Regions from separate parts of the Arachis hypogaea genome. Here region 2 is linked to region 1. Evidence: chromatin contacts called from public Hi-C data. All regions are on one chromosome and are shown on one strand. The core of a region is the stretch at or near the end of the contact, and the rest is flanking DNA. Distances in the headings are between cores, read along the strand shown. Region 1 holds the start of LOC112748500 (UPF0481 protein At3g47200-like). Region 2 has its middle 11 kb from the start of LOC140179463.

What was found. A called contact is a pair of places that touch in the nucleus more often than the background predicts.
Region 2: a contact with region 1 is called in a Hi-C map of an unstated tissue, with 2.3 times the contacts expected there. The contact joins the enhancer-like site here to the promoter of LOC112748500 in region 1. A contact is called at or near these places in 3 of 8 Hi-C or Micro-C datasets (leaf and an unstated tissue).

Annotation. Positions count from the first base shown.
Region 1 is chr15:7,728,140-7,736,105 of arahy.Tifrunner.gnm2.J5K5, forward strand. It overlaps LOC112748500 (UPF0481 protein At3g47200-like), which reads right to left and starts at 3,917. Exons shown (of 1, transcript XM_025796736.3): 1 at 1,790-3,917. The coding sequence starts at 3,662. The coding sequence ends at 2,097. LOC112748501 (protein RER1A) reads left to right here. Exons shown (of 3, transcript XM_025796737.3): 1 at 1-405; 2 at 958-1,138; 3 at 1,289-1,751. The coding sequence starts at 38. The coding sequence ends at 1,342.
Region 2 is chr15:7,777,174-7,785,139 of arahy.Tifrunner.gnm2.J5K5, forward strand. No RefSeq gene overlaps it. Among protein-coding and RNA genes, the nearest start is that of LOC140179463, 11 kb to the left of the region's middle. Within about 2 kb of position 5,033, at least 3 of the 3 cell types and tissues checked have open chromatin away from gene starts, as enhancers often do.

The sequences.
Region 1 (7,966 bases), core at 2,667-5,166:
CCAAATCCCCCGTCGCAACTGCCACCGTTTCCCACCAATGGACGTGGGATCAACCGGCGACACCTCCGCTGACTATTTCTCACCGGATGGCGCCATATCGCGATGGAAATTCACGGTGTCGAGGAAGTACCAACATTTCCTCGACAAGACCACGCCGCACATGCTCCGCCGCTGGATTGGTTCCTTGATCATCGCTTGTATCTACGTTCTGCGCGTATACTTGATCCAAGGCTTCTACGTCGTCTCCTACGGCCTCGGAATCTACATGCTCAACCTCCTCATCGGCTTCCTTTCCCCTCAGGTTGATCCCGGAATTCAGGAACTCTACGACGGTGCCACTCTCCCCACCAGGGGCTCCGATGAGTTCCGTCCCTTCGTTCGCCGCCTCCCTGAGTTCAAGTTCTGGTACCCTCTCCTTCCTCCTTTTCTTTCCTGTTTCAATTTCATGATTCTCTAATTCTTAGGGTTTCCTAATTAACTACCTGGAATTTGATTCGATCAATGTGATTCAATATGAGATCGATCTTTGTAATGTAGACAAGGTCATGATCGCAATTCGCAACAGAGTTTGATGATCCTATTATATTATAATTGTTGGGTTTATGTACGACACGAAATCTCAGTTTTATCAGAGAAGTTTAGGTTTTATATTCAAACAAATTATGGAAATTTTCCAAACGTGTATAGAATCTAAATGCAGATATGACGCATGAGCTCTGAAACGTTAAGATGCTATTTTCGAATAAGGAGGGTGCATTCGTGTTCTATTGCATGATTCATTTTATATGAAGCAAGTAACATTTTAAATGGAAAATATTGCCGATGAGGTCTTGTGTATTTTTGTTGCGTAAGTAGCACAATGTTTACTTAGGAAAGCAATTATTTCTTCCATATTTATACCTTCAGAATTGTTTTGTTTGCTTTCACTGAAGCTCGTTAATTCTCCTTGGTGGGCAGGTATTCAATCACGAAGGCATTTTGCATTGCCTTTGTGATGACTTTCTTTAGTGTGTTTGATGTTCCAGTGTTTTGGCCAATACTCCTTTTCTACTGGGTAGTCTTATTCACACTTACCATGAGAAGACAGATATCACATATGATCAAATACAAATATGTGCCATTCTCATTTGGGAAACAGGTAGATTCATATTCTTTTTCATTCAAAATAACCATCATTCCATAGATGTTGTCTGGTACTATGGTTAATAAATCATACATCAGGTGGTGTTTCTATTGTATGATTATATCTTTGTAGCTAATATGGTGTTTTTGTCCTTTCTATTGTTAGCGCTATGATGGAAAGAAAGCATCGGCTGAAAGCGCAGGCCATTCAATGGACTAAAATTTTCGGCTTGATTGAACTTTAATGGCTTCAGGTCGCAGCCTTGCTGGTGGCTTGTTAGCATCTGCAGTAAATTTTAACAGGTTGAGCAATCTGAGGATGTGATTGTAGAAGAAGATTGCATTGAGAATCCGACATTGATGTTGGCATCTTGATGCTCTACTTCCAAGTGAGCAATTGTTTGGACATCTTTGGAAGTTTTGACGCCCCAGTAATGTTTTAGCTTTGGGGAATATTTGGGGTTTTTGAAGTCCTTTACATTCTCCTTTCCCCTTAGTGATAGTCCTTTCATAGTGTAATAACGAAAATCAGACACAAAGCTTGTGGACAAGGAATCCCCTCATTATTATATTTGCAAATTGCAATGGGGTTATACTGATATATATTTTACGTTGTATTTTGTTATTCATTTGCTTCTCAAGAACCCTTAAATATGATGCAACTGACTAACTGAGTAATCTGTTTCCCGCATTTTATTATAAACAGCATAAATGAAGCCTAAGTTTTCTAACTTGCCAAACCTAAAAAAGATGTATTCAACCAATATTGTTTCCCAAGCATGTGAATAATCACAAATGGAGGTTGTAATAGCCAAACACAAATACTCACTCTGCCACAAATCAATCAGATTTCAATCTTCCACAGTTTTCCAGGCTAGTCTCGAGGCCCAACACACATACTCACTCTCTTAAGAAATGGGGACAATGCTAGAAATGAATTGATAAACATAAAATGTAAGACCCTGCAATGACACTTACTGTGGTGGTCTGTAATATCCATATATAGTATAATATGTTTGTGCAAAGGTGAGCAGCAACAATACAACAGCAGCAACCAAAGAAATAATGGCCCAGGGATTGCTGAAATAATTGTGTCTCAAGCTTGCACACCAAGTGTTCCATCTGTGGTTGTAATACCTATTCACATCCTCTGACAATGGTGAAAGGTAACTGTTATTGATGTCAAATACTACCTCTTGGCATAAGCGATTAAACAGGTCGGCTACTTCAGCATCACTTCCAAGCCAGTGCTCAATTATCCCACAGTAATGAAGGTACCCTACGTCCCCCGGAGAGTTGATCAAGTTGTCCATGAAGATCACATAAGAAGTAATGTCATTGCTACAATCTAGATGGCACTGCTCAAAAGCAATGAGGTTGAGGAACAAAGACTTTGTGCCATCGTGGATCAAGAGCCGTGGCATTCTCAGAATACCATCCTTGAATTTGATGTCCCAGAAGCGGTCGGTCTTCCTCTTCTTGAATGTGATTCCAGCCTCCTTAAGCTCTGTGACACAATGTATCAGTTGCTGGCGCCGTTTGTCAGCAACTCTATTATTAGACCTGCGTTTGATCCAAATTCTTGGTGCTGGTTGAGGCCCTGTGCGCAAGAGACTTCTCCTGAACACATCAAGGCAGTGAAGACCACCTTGATCAGATAAAGGATCAAAGGTATCAGTGCTTCTAAGCGACGATTCCAATTTGTTTCTGTCACTTTTTGTTAATGGCTCATCTGTTGGCATCAAAGGGTCAAAGAATCTGAGTGCTAGATTGGCAACAAGTCCTTTCAGGTCAGGGTTACCTAGTTGAATTCCTACAAGGCGGTCTAGCACAAACAAGGGAAGCTGATTTTCTAGCATGATCATGTCTCTCTGAATGGAATGCATCGATCCACGCATTGCGAAAACCGGATCGTTCCTAGAATAGCCGAGTTGTGTGAACCCTTCAGTAGCTCCTCTAAATAGCTCAAGGACAAAACAACCATCAAGAACCAACATCTCCACAAACTCATTGCTGCTCAAACTGATTGGCCCTTCATAGCAGGCGCGCGCTTTCTCTTCTATCTCTTTCATTGAATCAAGATAAAGCCTAATGTCCTGCTTGGTACGCTTAAGGACACGATTAAGGGAACGCCATTTGTGCCGGTCCATTTGGCGAAGGCGCCTTTTGCCATGGTGGTAAGGTCCTAATGACACAATTTGTGGTGCAAAAGCTTTGTCATCGCCACCATCTCTTATGTAGTGAGGGATTTTGTATATTGATAGTTTGGCCCATGAACTCGCTGCATCGTCTTGATTAGCCTGTTCTAGTTTTTCATTCATGGAGATCACCCATTCAGACTCTGCTGACTTCTCTTCATCTTCATTGATGGCAATCTGCAATGGTTCTGCAGCCTCCTGCTGAAGCTTGTGCTGCTCTGGAAACTCAGTTGATCCGGTACCTTCATTAGGAGAAGCTGGAATTCCAGATTCTAAGGTTTCTTTGAGCTTCAGGGTGATTAGGTACCAGCTCAAGAGATCTTTGTTGAACACAGCTACCATTTTCTTTTTAATAGTGAATTTCAATGCTTCCTTTACTTTGTGATGATTGGATGAACACTCAGTTGTGAATCATAAAAATGAAGGCATTTCAAATCAAACTATGGTGTGAAAGGAGATAAACCAAACATTTCTTTTTTTTTTTTTTTTTCTTTCTTAACAAGTTAACATGATTTATGTAATTGACCTGAACTGATTGTGCAGCTCATATGGGACCCCTTTCAACCCAAATAAATAGCAGTAGTTAATGTTATTTAATTAGTATTTATAGAATTATTTAATATATCTAAATATTTATTATAAGATATTACATTTTTATTATTTCGATTTAACTATAAATATCCTCGTATATTGTATCATCTTGTACAATTTGAATATACACAAACATTTTCTCTGTTATTTTCTTTTACCTTTCTAATAGTTAATTTTCTGATAACACTTAACTTTCAAGCATGATATAGTTCCAAGTTTATTCCAATTATAATTCGTATTTCCTATCGTATAGCATACCAGAATGGATAAAATTAAAGTTGCTTCGACATGTTCAAAATGGTCAGAAATCGTATGCACGTGATGACCAATTGTTATTATATTTAAATATTTAATATAAAAAGAACACAAGTGTGGTATGGATTAAGTAAAGGGAGGAAGAGGCAAACGGAAACGTTAACATTTGATGGTGGGAGAAACGTGAAAGAAATTCATAGTCATTGGATATTTAGGCTTAGCTTCATTAATCATGACTTGTAGCGTGACTTAACTATTCATTTAAACATAAAAAAAAATGGGAGAAAAATAATAAAATATGCATATGATTTTTGTGTATAGGGTTAAATCTTTTAACTCCAAAAGTTAAATGAATCTCTTTTTTCAGACATGAGTTCCTACCTCGTGCTTCAAGTGCAGCTAGCAGACATGGACCCCCCATCGATGCTCTTTAGTCTTTACAGCTAAAACTTGATTTCAAATTTAATTTGAGCACAATTATCCATGCCAAATATGAGCAATTAATCTGTACTCCCAGTATTAGATGTGTTTCTTTTTTTTATTATTTGGTAAACGTCTTGTATTTTATTACTATATAATAAGGATTTTTCGCTTTAATAAGCATATATTCAGTTGAGATGTCAAACATGTGCGACTGTATTTTATTAAAGCAATTAAAATATTCATGTTAGGCTCATCAAAATGTTAAGAACATCTATAATCTATTCACGCTAACATTGGCAGATGAAAATTAAATGTGTGTAGAAGGGACATGAAATAATAAAGTAGTTGGTGTGCTTGTTATCATCTATCACTAGAAACTAATCATGGGCCACCTAAAGTTTAAATGATGAAATTTTTTTTGGGTAAAGTATATTTTTGTTTCTAAAGTTTGACAAAAATTTTAAAAATACCCTTAAGTTTTATTTTGTTTTAATTTTGTCTCAAAAGTTTTTGATTTGCATCAAATATACCCTTAACGACTAAATTTTCAAAAAAATTAAGACCAATGTAACAATAATGCATGAAAACTATGCTTAATTTGTTTGTGTTAAGGGTTGTTCTTATAAAATTGTTGTTGAATTGGTCTTAAATTTTTTGAAAAATTAGCCGTCCGAAGTATATTTGATACAAATCGAAAATTTTTAAGACAACATTAAAACAAAATAAAATTTAGGGATATTTTTAAAATTTTTATCAAATTTTAGGGACAAAAAATATATTTTACCCAATTTTTTTTATGCTCCGAAAATAAAACGTGTTGTTTCAAGACATGAGTGGAAACTGTGGAATGCTCTGATTAGAATGATGAGGTGAATTGATAATAGGAGCGTCGATGATGATTGGATATATATGAGGCCATCATTGCAATTCCACACTTGGCAGTGAAGGTGCTTTGCAAGTTGCGTTGTATCTTTGATGTAGCCACATCTTCACCCCAATCACTTTCCCATGAGTTCCTCACCAACCAATTCTCCACATCATTCTCACTACCTCCCATATCCAACTTCCAACAAACCATGGTCTATGCTTGCTCCACTACTCCCTGATCAAGAAATCACATATATCACAATTTTATTATATGGTTATGCATGTAAGATTCATAAGCCATGCACTAATAGTTGATAAAGCTAATGCAATAGTAATATGTATATCATTTTTGTAATGATTAAACATACTCACCGGCAAATGAGCTATCCTTTCTCTAACATATTTGTTAAAAATACAATTATTTATATTGTTTCTTTTTATTAAATTAAATTTTTAAAATGAGTAATGTTCTTGTGTGAATGAACTTAGATGTAACTCGATCTTTTGTAGTCGATGTCGAACTGTTACCCTTTGCACCGAGCTTTATGCTTGGAGGTCCAAGCTTTCTGTCTGAAAATGTTTCACGTTATGGGAAGAACAAAAGAGGAGAAGTATACTTGCAAAAGGTACTCCAATACTTAAGTTAGTATTGTGAATTTCTTGTATCTTTCGAAAATACCTTACCTTCTTTATGTAGGGAGAGGTATCTAACGGTTTCATTGGTCATGATTATTCGTGTTGAAAGGCAATTATGTTGTATTCGGCTGTTATGATGCTCGGCCAGATGTTTTGTTCTGAGCTGTACCGTTTGGACAAGTTATGACTCATTAAGTCGAGCTATAACGTACGATGTCGAGTTATATCTTCGGAATTTTGTAACAGCCATATCACAGCCCCCCAAGCTTAGCCTGGGGATATTTTTAATGAAGCAGGTTGAACTTTTGATGAGCTATAACTCGGCGAGTGGGATAGTTATGGAGCTCCCATTTCAACATATTTTATTAAAAATAATATGAAATAATAGTTTGAAAAAAGTGACAGTTTTAAATGAAGAGAGAGAAAGATATTGATGACATTAAAAGAGATTTTTATTTTCAATACCATCTGAACCGTTGATTTGATTGATGGAACAGTTTTGATAGAACTCAACCGTTCATGACTTCGTTTAATTAACTGCTTTGTAATCCAAATGGTTTTCTCCAAATCATAATTTCACTTGGGTTAAGAGTTGCTTGAGAAGGTTGCTGAGAAAGAAATGAGTAAAAGAGGTACGTGTTTGTTTTCTGCTTTCTGTGTGCTCTTCCTTCTTCATCTTTTGAATTTTTGTTTTTGAATATAGGTTTTGAGAAAGAGAGAGAAAAAGAAAATAGTGGACTGGTCATATGATTAGATTAGTGAAGATGTCAATATGCGGACTTCTTTGTTTATTGATGCTGAAGCTGTGAAAGAAATAGATTTGAAGAAGATAGTTAATGTAAGAATCCAGTTTTCGGTAAACAAGCTTTTCTGGCTATTTTAAAATTTATTTTGCAAAATTCCGAATCATGGCCCAAAAAAAAATAGTGAGGTTGGCCCAATGGTAAAATAAATAAATAAATAAATAAATAAAAACAAAAAAAAAGAAAAAATGAAAAATTAAATAGAAAAATGCCATTAATATGGTCAAAATTGATTTTACGAGGGTAATTAATCTCCCTAAGTCAAGTTTGACTAGTAAATAATAAATATTATCTTACCATTGGTTTATTTTCTTCACTAGAGACTTTTTGAGCCAGAAATTCACTTTTAGTAACGATTTTGCGTGCGTCGAGAAAAACTCTAGTAACCGAAAATCTCGGAATCAGTGGTCAAAATAATTTCTACCCAACTAAATGTATCTCAAGATTTATATTAGCCATCCATTCATGATTTACTCCTTTAAGGATAAATATTAGCCATTAATTATTTTACCACACGGTAAAATTTACTTCGAACCGAATTTCTGACTAGTATTTCGCAAACGACTTCTAGAAATCCAAAATCTTCTTACTTGCCACCCAAGTAACTTGTCTCTCCTTCTCAGCCTTTAACCCCTCTCTGCTGTGTTTTTAACCTCGAGTAACTAACTGCAGTTAACTGTGGATAAGCTCGACACGCAAGCGCTGACTAAGCTTCCTCGTTTGCATGCCCCTTCTTCATTAAATTCCAGCCATTGACCACGAAAATTCCAACCCCTTTTACCATCATGAATTCAGCAAGACTTTGATTTTTTATTTAAGGAAGCATTTGCCTCAAAATTCACAAAACACTTTACACATTTTTACACTCTTTTGACCGAATTCTTGAGAGAGAAAGAGAGAAAATTCTTGCATCTATTCTCTACGTCCCAGCCCATATTTCAACTCTTCTTCCATTGTTTTTCATGTGTTTTTCACGAACTCAAACCATACAAGCACAAACTCTTGTCCGTTTTTGCTATTTCTTGCATTTATACCGAAATTTCGGCTAGATAAACTCTTGTTCTTTCTCCT
Region 2 (7,966 bases), core at 3,783-6,282, 50 kb after region 1:
AGCGGTTCAAACCGCCGTTATTTTCAGGGTAAAAATGGCATTTATGAACAGCCATTTTTACCTTGGCAGAGTGACGTTTTTGGTTGGTTAAAACGGCATTTTGAACCGCCATTTTTACCCTGACAGTGGCATTTTTATTGGTTAAAATGGCGTTTGAAATCACCGTTTTTACCATGTTAAAATGGCGTTTTATGTTATATAAAATGGCATTTACAAGCCGCCATTTTTACCAGATAAAAGTGACATTTTTTATCGTTTAGAAAGATAGTTTTAACCGCCGGTTTTTACTTGTTAAACAAATAATTTTTTGTTTAAAATTTCACGATAATAAAAAATCGTAACCCATTTTTTGGATACCTATTTTTACATTAATATCTAAATGATTGTGAAAAATTTCTACCATGATAAAACATAGCATATAATATATGTATCACCTTTATTCCTTTTTCTTGAGACTTTTTTGAAAATAATGATAATATATCATCCAAACCAGCACACAAGACAAACAGCGAAGCTTCAAGCTCCAGCTTACCAGCTTCAATCTTTGCCTAATCTAATACCTCGTTTATAAGTGACAGCAAAGCTTTTTCACTTCCCTGCGCCATTCTAACATACTCCATTTAGTATTTACAAGCTAAAACACAAACACAATACCAAATTGAGAAATTAATGTACCTTTCCTTTCCTTTCTTCGGTTTTCTTTCTTTCGATTTTCTCGAAATTAATGTCTGAAACCAATCGCATGAACCCATTCTTGATGTATGATAACTTGTCTCAGATTAACATACTCCTGGGAGTATTTTTATAAATACAAGTCATTAGCATATTCATGTGTATTGTTTGTATTCAGGTTCAGGTCCAACATATTATATGAAAAAATTTTACAGCTCTCAAGACATGAAAAAAATATGCATAAAAACATAACAGATGCTGAATTTTATCAGCACACTTTAAGATTAGAATAGCATAAATCACAATTTCTTGTAATAACAGAAGCAAAATAACAAACACATAGAGTGCAATAAGTGCATTATTACTAAATGTTTGTAATAAGAAACTGTTCACCCTTCCAGTCTAGTCTCTTGGAATGGAGAATTTATAATAATCTATTAGTTCTTGAAAATGATGATTTCAAGTACAAAATGATATTATAAATAGCACATACTTTGCCATCATTAACAAAAATGCTAGAAGCATATAAAAAAAGTAATAGAAACAATAATAGCAACTACCTGACTATGGAATAACTTAAATAGATGGAAAAGGGTAGCAGTCATATACCTTTGACTTGCTGACATCTGCGATAACAATACTGGGAATGCCAATAGGGACTGAATCAAATTTTGCTCCAGGAGAAAGAGTTTCACATAGAATAAATCCAGCTGCACTAAGAGACTTCGCTATTTTTGAAACTTTTTTTATTGATGGAGAACCAACTACAAAGTTGAAAGAATAACCACAAAGAAGAATGTTCCCCTTTATCAAGTTCTTGTTTAGAAGTTAAGGTCTCTGGCAATCTGTGGGATTGTATTTCATAACTGAGGAGTCTAGCACAACATCATTCGCAGTAAAACACTTAAGCTAGTAAAGTGATTTTTACATTTTTCCAACTATTATACAAAAATACACTGTAACCTATTCCAATCCTTAGTCCCAAAGAGATCTTTACCTACCCTATAAACAGAGTTATGTGATATAATCAATAAAAAGTAGTAGTGGGAAGTTGGAAAAATTATGTGATAGACCAATAAACAGAGCAATGTTTATATAATCAATAAAAATAAGTCTCCTTCTAATAGTTATAACCCAATAACGTAGTGGGAAGTTGAAAAACTTACGTGATAGACCAATTCTAGCCAAGAGACCCTCACTCTTCATAAATCCCACAATCTTATAGTAAATTCTTGCATTGCTCTCTGCAAATCAAGTTCTCAATCGGTTCAATTAATCAGAAAAAGAAAAGAAGATGTTGAATTTAATTATGTGGCACACCTTGAAAGATTCATTGTCTGTTTTGAAGCTTATTCCTGAAAACTTCAGCCACACAGGAAATCCTCTTTATACAATAAAAAAATGATAAATAAAATTAAATTAAAAATTATAAAAGTAGTAATGGAAAATGGAAGATACCCGAAGTTCCATTCAACACAGACATAAGGACCAATGCGAAGTTGAGTGTAAAGACTAGCTTTTCGTATTATCTTCATGAATCTCACCAGATCATATCTCCCTTCAAAATTGTACTAAGTATCCTTCTCAACCTCATCCATTAGCCTCATACTCCCGCACCAAAGAATCAAAGCCCTAACACCTTACTGCAAAATTAAAACTTGACATGACTAGTTGATTTTCACAATATCACAGGGCATAATTGTAAATTTAGCAAAAAATGAAAAAAAAAAATAAAGAGCACTTACCATGAGCAAGTGAGAAGAGTGAGCCAGCACTGCCTCCACGATTCCATTTGAGCTGCATTCGCATCGAGACAGTTGCAATGGTTCTCTCTTCATAAACGTGTGGTAAAATTCCACCACCTCTGGCACCCTCGTCAACAACAACAACAACAACGCAGAAGATCAATCAAAGTAAAAATACACAATAATATAAAAAAAAAAACAAGCATTCTCTGTTTCTTTCTACTAGATCATGAACTAGATCTAAAATTATGAAGAGGAAGGAAAAATCAAAAGAAGATGAAGGCGGAACAAAATTACAGAGGCTCGCTAAAGGCAGCAACAGCAGCATTGCTTACAGTGGCGAGGTTATAAATAAAGGCGGCAAGGGAATGAGGGACGGTGACTAACCTTCAGATCGAAGCCAGAACCTCACTGAAGGTAGCAATACGATGTTGCTTAATATGGTGAGAAGATTAGTAAGGACGAGAAGATGAACAATGGCAATGAAATAAGCGGCAGCAACAAACCTTCAGATTGAGGCCAGAACGAGAACCAAATTGAAAACTCGTTGAAGGCAACAACAATGACGTTTCTTGCAGCGTCAAGGATATGAGTTGCAACGAGTGGATGAATGGCAGCGAGGAGATGAATGACAGTGGCAGGGATTAGGGTTCGTCATTCACTTTTTATCGAGAAACCACACTAATCACTCGGTCTCTCATATATTCACACAATACATCATGCGAGTTAAAAAGAAAAGAAAAATGATAGTGGCGGTTTTAAATTGCCACAATCAACTAAAACCGCCACAAAATTACAAACATTCTGGCACAAGCTAAAACCGCCAAAATTAACGAAAAAAATGGCTGTTCTATAAAACCGCCATAAAATTAATGCCATTTTAATCTAATTTTTTTGTAGTGTATGATGCATAATGAGGAGTTAGTTAAAATTTTTCTTACTGTCCCGAGCTTTATCCTCTTCTTTATACTGAGGCTTTTTTGCTTTCCGAGCTTGTCGAAGTTCCTCGATATCCATCTGACTTTTTGCCTTTTCACGGAACTCGGCAAGGGACTTTGGTTTGACAACTGCAATTGCTTCTTGAAATTTGCCTAGTCGGAGTCCACTTTTTGATGGCGTGCAGATGCACCTCGGGGTGGAGATCTAGTATGCTCATGGCCACCTTTGTAAAACGAGTAATGTAGTCCTTCAGACTTTCATTCTGACCTTGTTTGATTGTGTTCAGGTAGTCGGAGTCGTGCAGGTAGATAGCAGAGGAAACAAAGTGATCCTCAAAAAGCTTCGCTTTTTCCTTAAAACGAGAAATAGAATCTGCAGGTAAAGAACAAAACCAATCAAGTGCAGGACCGTCTAAAAAGGAAGGAAAACAACGGCATAAAACATGGTCAGAGGCACCGTTTACTATCATTATAGATCTGAACTTTTTGAGGTGATTTTTCGGATCTCCTAACCCATCATAAGGGGTTAAGGTTGTTGGCAAAGTGAATCTCCTAGGCATTTGGAAATTCATAATGTCGGTCGTGAATGGCCCTATAGAGTTGTCGGGCTCAATGTCTTCATTCTCTGGTGGAGCTTCTTCGTTCCGGGAAGGCCGAGCTTCTTCATTCTGAGAAATCTTGGAGACGTGTGATGGATCAGATTCGTGTTCTGCCTCCTCCGTTCGTTCATTATGATCACCATTGTTTTTAATCCGAGCATTAGTTAACTCGGCGATTTGGTTCGTCATCCTTTGATTTTCCTCCGCCATACGTTGATTTGCTTGTTGCAGCTCAGTTACCATTCGAAGAAGTTCGGAAGGCATTGGTGGAGGCAAATCAGCCATGGATGTTGAAGTATTGAGGCCGAGAAAAGGATAAAGGATTTATGTCTTCGGCTCCATGGTGGGCGCCAATTGTTCTTATGTGGATGAACTTGGATGTAACTCGATCCCTTGCAGTCTAATGCCGAGCTGTTACCCTTCGCACCGAGCTTTATGCTTGGAGGTCCGAGCTTTCCGTCTAGAAATGTTTCACGTTGCAGTGAGAACAAAAGAGGGGAAGTGTACCTGCAAAAGACACTCCAATGTTTAAGTTAGTATTGTCAATTTCTTGTGTCTTTCGAAAATACCTTACCAGAGGTATCTAACGTTTCATTGCTGATAATTATTCATGTTGAAAGTCAATTATGTTGTATTCGGCCGTTATGATGTTCAGCCAAACGTTTTTCTCTGAGCTGTACCGTTTGGACGAGTTATGACTCATTAAGCCGAGCTATAATGTACGATACCGAGTTATATCTTCGAATTTGTAACAGCCATATCAAGTAATTTTATGACATAGTATTAATGATCTATGTTTCGAAAGATCTATAATTTAATCGTTGATAAACTCCAAAGGTAAATAAAAAAAATCTAAGCTTAAACTTTTTGGACGAATCATGGGAGTATTCTCATCAAATGGGCAACGTAACATTCTCATACCCATCAATTTTCACCACCTTACGGCTCTTCTGCATTTAAACCAACATTAGTTAATGTTAATCACGTAACTAGAGATTCAATCAAAGCTTAGTTATGATTACAGACCCTGATAGGACCACATTGGGCCCTAAGGCCTTTGTATGGGTAGTAATCCTCTGTGGATGCCACCATTTTGGATGATGAAAGTTCAGGCTTTGTCTATAACCATAAGGCCTTCATTGCAACCATTGTGAGATCTGTCGCAATCCACAAGTTCTAGCTTTGATAGAGAAACAGGCTCACTGGTGACGACTTTCCTCATTGCTTTTACTGTTGCCATTGCTAAGAAAATACAACTTCCTGTTTGAAAACCCATAAAAGGCCCAAAGAAGCTTACGGCCCAACACCCGTGTAATAAAATAAATAGTAAAATATTATTTTAATCAACATATATGTTGTATACAAAAATTTATTAGCCAACAATCTTTTCATGATGGCCATCATTAGTACATGTATAGTAAAAGAGTAATACTAAGTGATCAATAAAATTTGCTATTTTTCTAGTACTAAATTATAAATTATAGACTCTAAAATATAATCCTAATAGCATAAAAGTGTCTATATCATGACCTAAAATGACTAAGGCCAAGGCATAAAAGTGGACTTATAACCCCGGGTGGAATAGAATTAGGAGTGTTTGAAAATTTCGATTCGATACATACCAAATTCATCATATCATATCCACTATTTGCATTTTTTATGTTCAAATCTGATTCATACATTTGTATAATAAAAAGTTAATAAAACTTATTTTTTACTCTAAAAAAACTTTTATTCATTATTTTAACCCTCTTTACTCCTAAAATATTAGTAAACCAATTTTTTTAAATAACAAAAATAAAATAATATAACATATATATGAATAATAATTATTAATAAAAATAAAATATATATTATTTATTTATTTATTATCTGATACAGATGTGCGGATCAGATATCCAAATACATATATGATATATGCGATCCAATTTTATTAAAGTACAGATAAATACCACAAATTTTTTATATGATCCGATTCATAAACACTTCTAGTTAGGACCAAAGTCACATAATTGAGAATAAACGTTCCAAAGGCGCGCAGGTCAACCAACTTAACTAGCCAAGAGCTAGGATGCTAGATCCGACTTGACTTGGGGAGCAATCAACAGCTCTTTCCATTATTTCGATTATCACCCTTAGAGGAATAAACACCTCAACGTAAGTTGACTTTCACACAATATAGAGAATAACCATTCACTATCTTAAGAGAAGATTACATCTACTAATGACTAGTTATCATTTTACTTTATAAACATCCGAATAGTTCACATATTTCTCATTCTATTCAACTTATTTTGTTTTAACTCTGGTTAATTTAAGTATTAGAATCTCTTTCAAATACCTCTCACCTGCCATTTCGAAATCAATGAGAAACCATCTCAGAACAATTCGTTTCAGGTACACCTCAAAACAACAAGTAAGATGTTGATCTAAAATGTTGGTTAATATTAATAAAAATGTTGGCCCTAATATTTTTCATAGTTAAAACATTATTAATTAAACAATATTTTTGTGTGAATATTTTAATAGTATAATTTTAAAGATAAGACAAAAGCTAATAAACTTTAAGGCTAGTTTGTAGGTGTGGTTTTGAGCATGATGCTCATCAATGAATTTCAAGTTATCCTTGAAAATTTTAAATCTTTCATCTTTTCCTCCCAACCTATTATGTGTTTTTCGGTGCTTGATCAGCCACTCCTCGTAGATAGCCATGGCTTGGTCATCACTTCGCCAATGCAATTGGTCAAAAGCCAAAGAGAGAGTGAACAAAAGGAAAAACATGGTGGATGTCACTATTACATCAGCCATATCAAGAGGAAAGATTGATAACTAGCTAGTTAAGCATTGCGAGGATTTGGAGCTAGCTCAGGGAGAAGAGAAGGTTGGGATTACTTGGAAAATCAGGTAGAGCTGAACAATAGTTTTCTTGATGAAAAACAGTTAGAATTGTATTTTATTGGGATGAAAATTGCTTGCATATCATAAGGTTAAGTTGACCGGCTACTCAAAACACACATCAATAAATCACTTTTAGTGGCTTAGGTGAAATTTACATTTATTTTGGCTTTACTAATATATTTTTTTTGAATCAAAATAAGCTCAACACACTAATGTGGAGCAACAAAAGAAACAACAAGAACTTCGTAAAAACATAAAATTCCTATAGCTTCTGGCAACGCCATCAACCATCAAAAGATTCACTCTCAGTCCATTCGTTGTAGCTCAGCAATGTCTTTCTTATTACGAAGTCCACACCTGTTTCCTGATTCTGAAAAATCCTAGCATTACGTTCCACCCAAATGTTCCAAATAACTGCAAAGAACCCCGGCAACCATTTCTTCTGCTCTTGTTTCCGCTTATGCCTACCAGTTCACCTCTCAAACAGTTCTATTACGGTTCCAGGCATAGACCATACCTCCCCAAAAGATCTCAACCACCTGCACCACACCTGCCATGTGAACTCACAGAGGAGAAACAAATGCTCCACCAACTCTATCTCCTTCTTACATAGTACACAGAGAGTATCACTAAGTCTAATAACGCCTAGTCTATTCAATCTCTCCTTAGTATTCACTCTACCAATGAGCACAAACCACCCAAACAGCTCAATTCTTGGCGGTACCATCCCTCACCAAACTGAACTTGTGTAACTATAACTCGTTATCTCATCTGATAGAGTCTCCGATTGTAGGACCTGCACAACAGACTTGGTAGAAAATACCCCTTTACTATCAAACTTCCAAACCAAATTGTCATCTTTACCATCTGACAGCTTCACCAGTCTTAACCGCTCATGAATTTGATGGACAAGTTCCAGCTCCCATTGGAACAACTCTCTCCACCACTGGAAGTTCCATATCCACTCAAGCCCATCCCAAAATCCACAATCCCCTATCCTCGATCCCTGCTGATTCAAAACAGAAAATAATCTTGGAAAAGCCACCTTCAAGGGGCTACCTTGCAGCCAGTTATCTTCCCAAAACAGGGTACTCCTCCCATCCCTATCTCCATC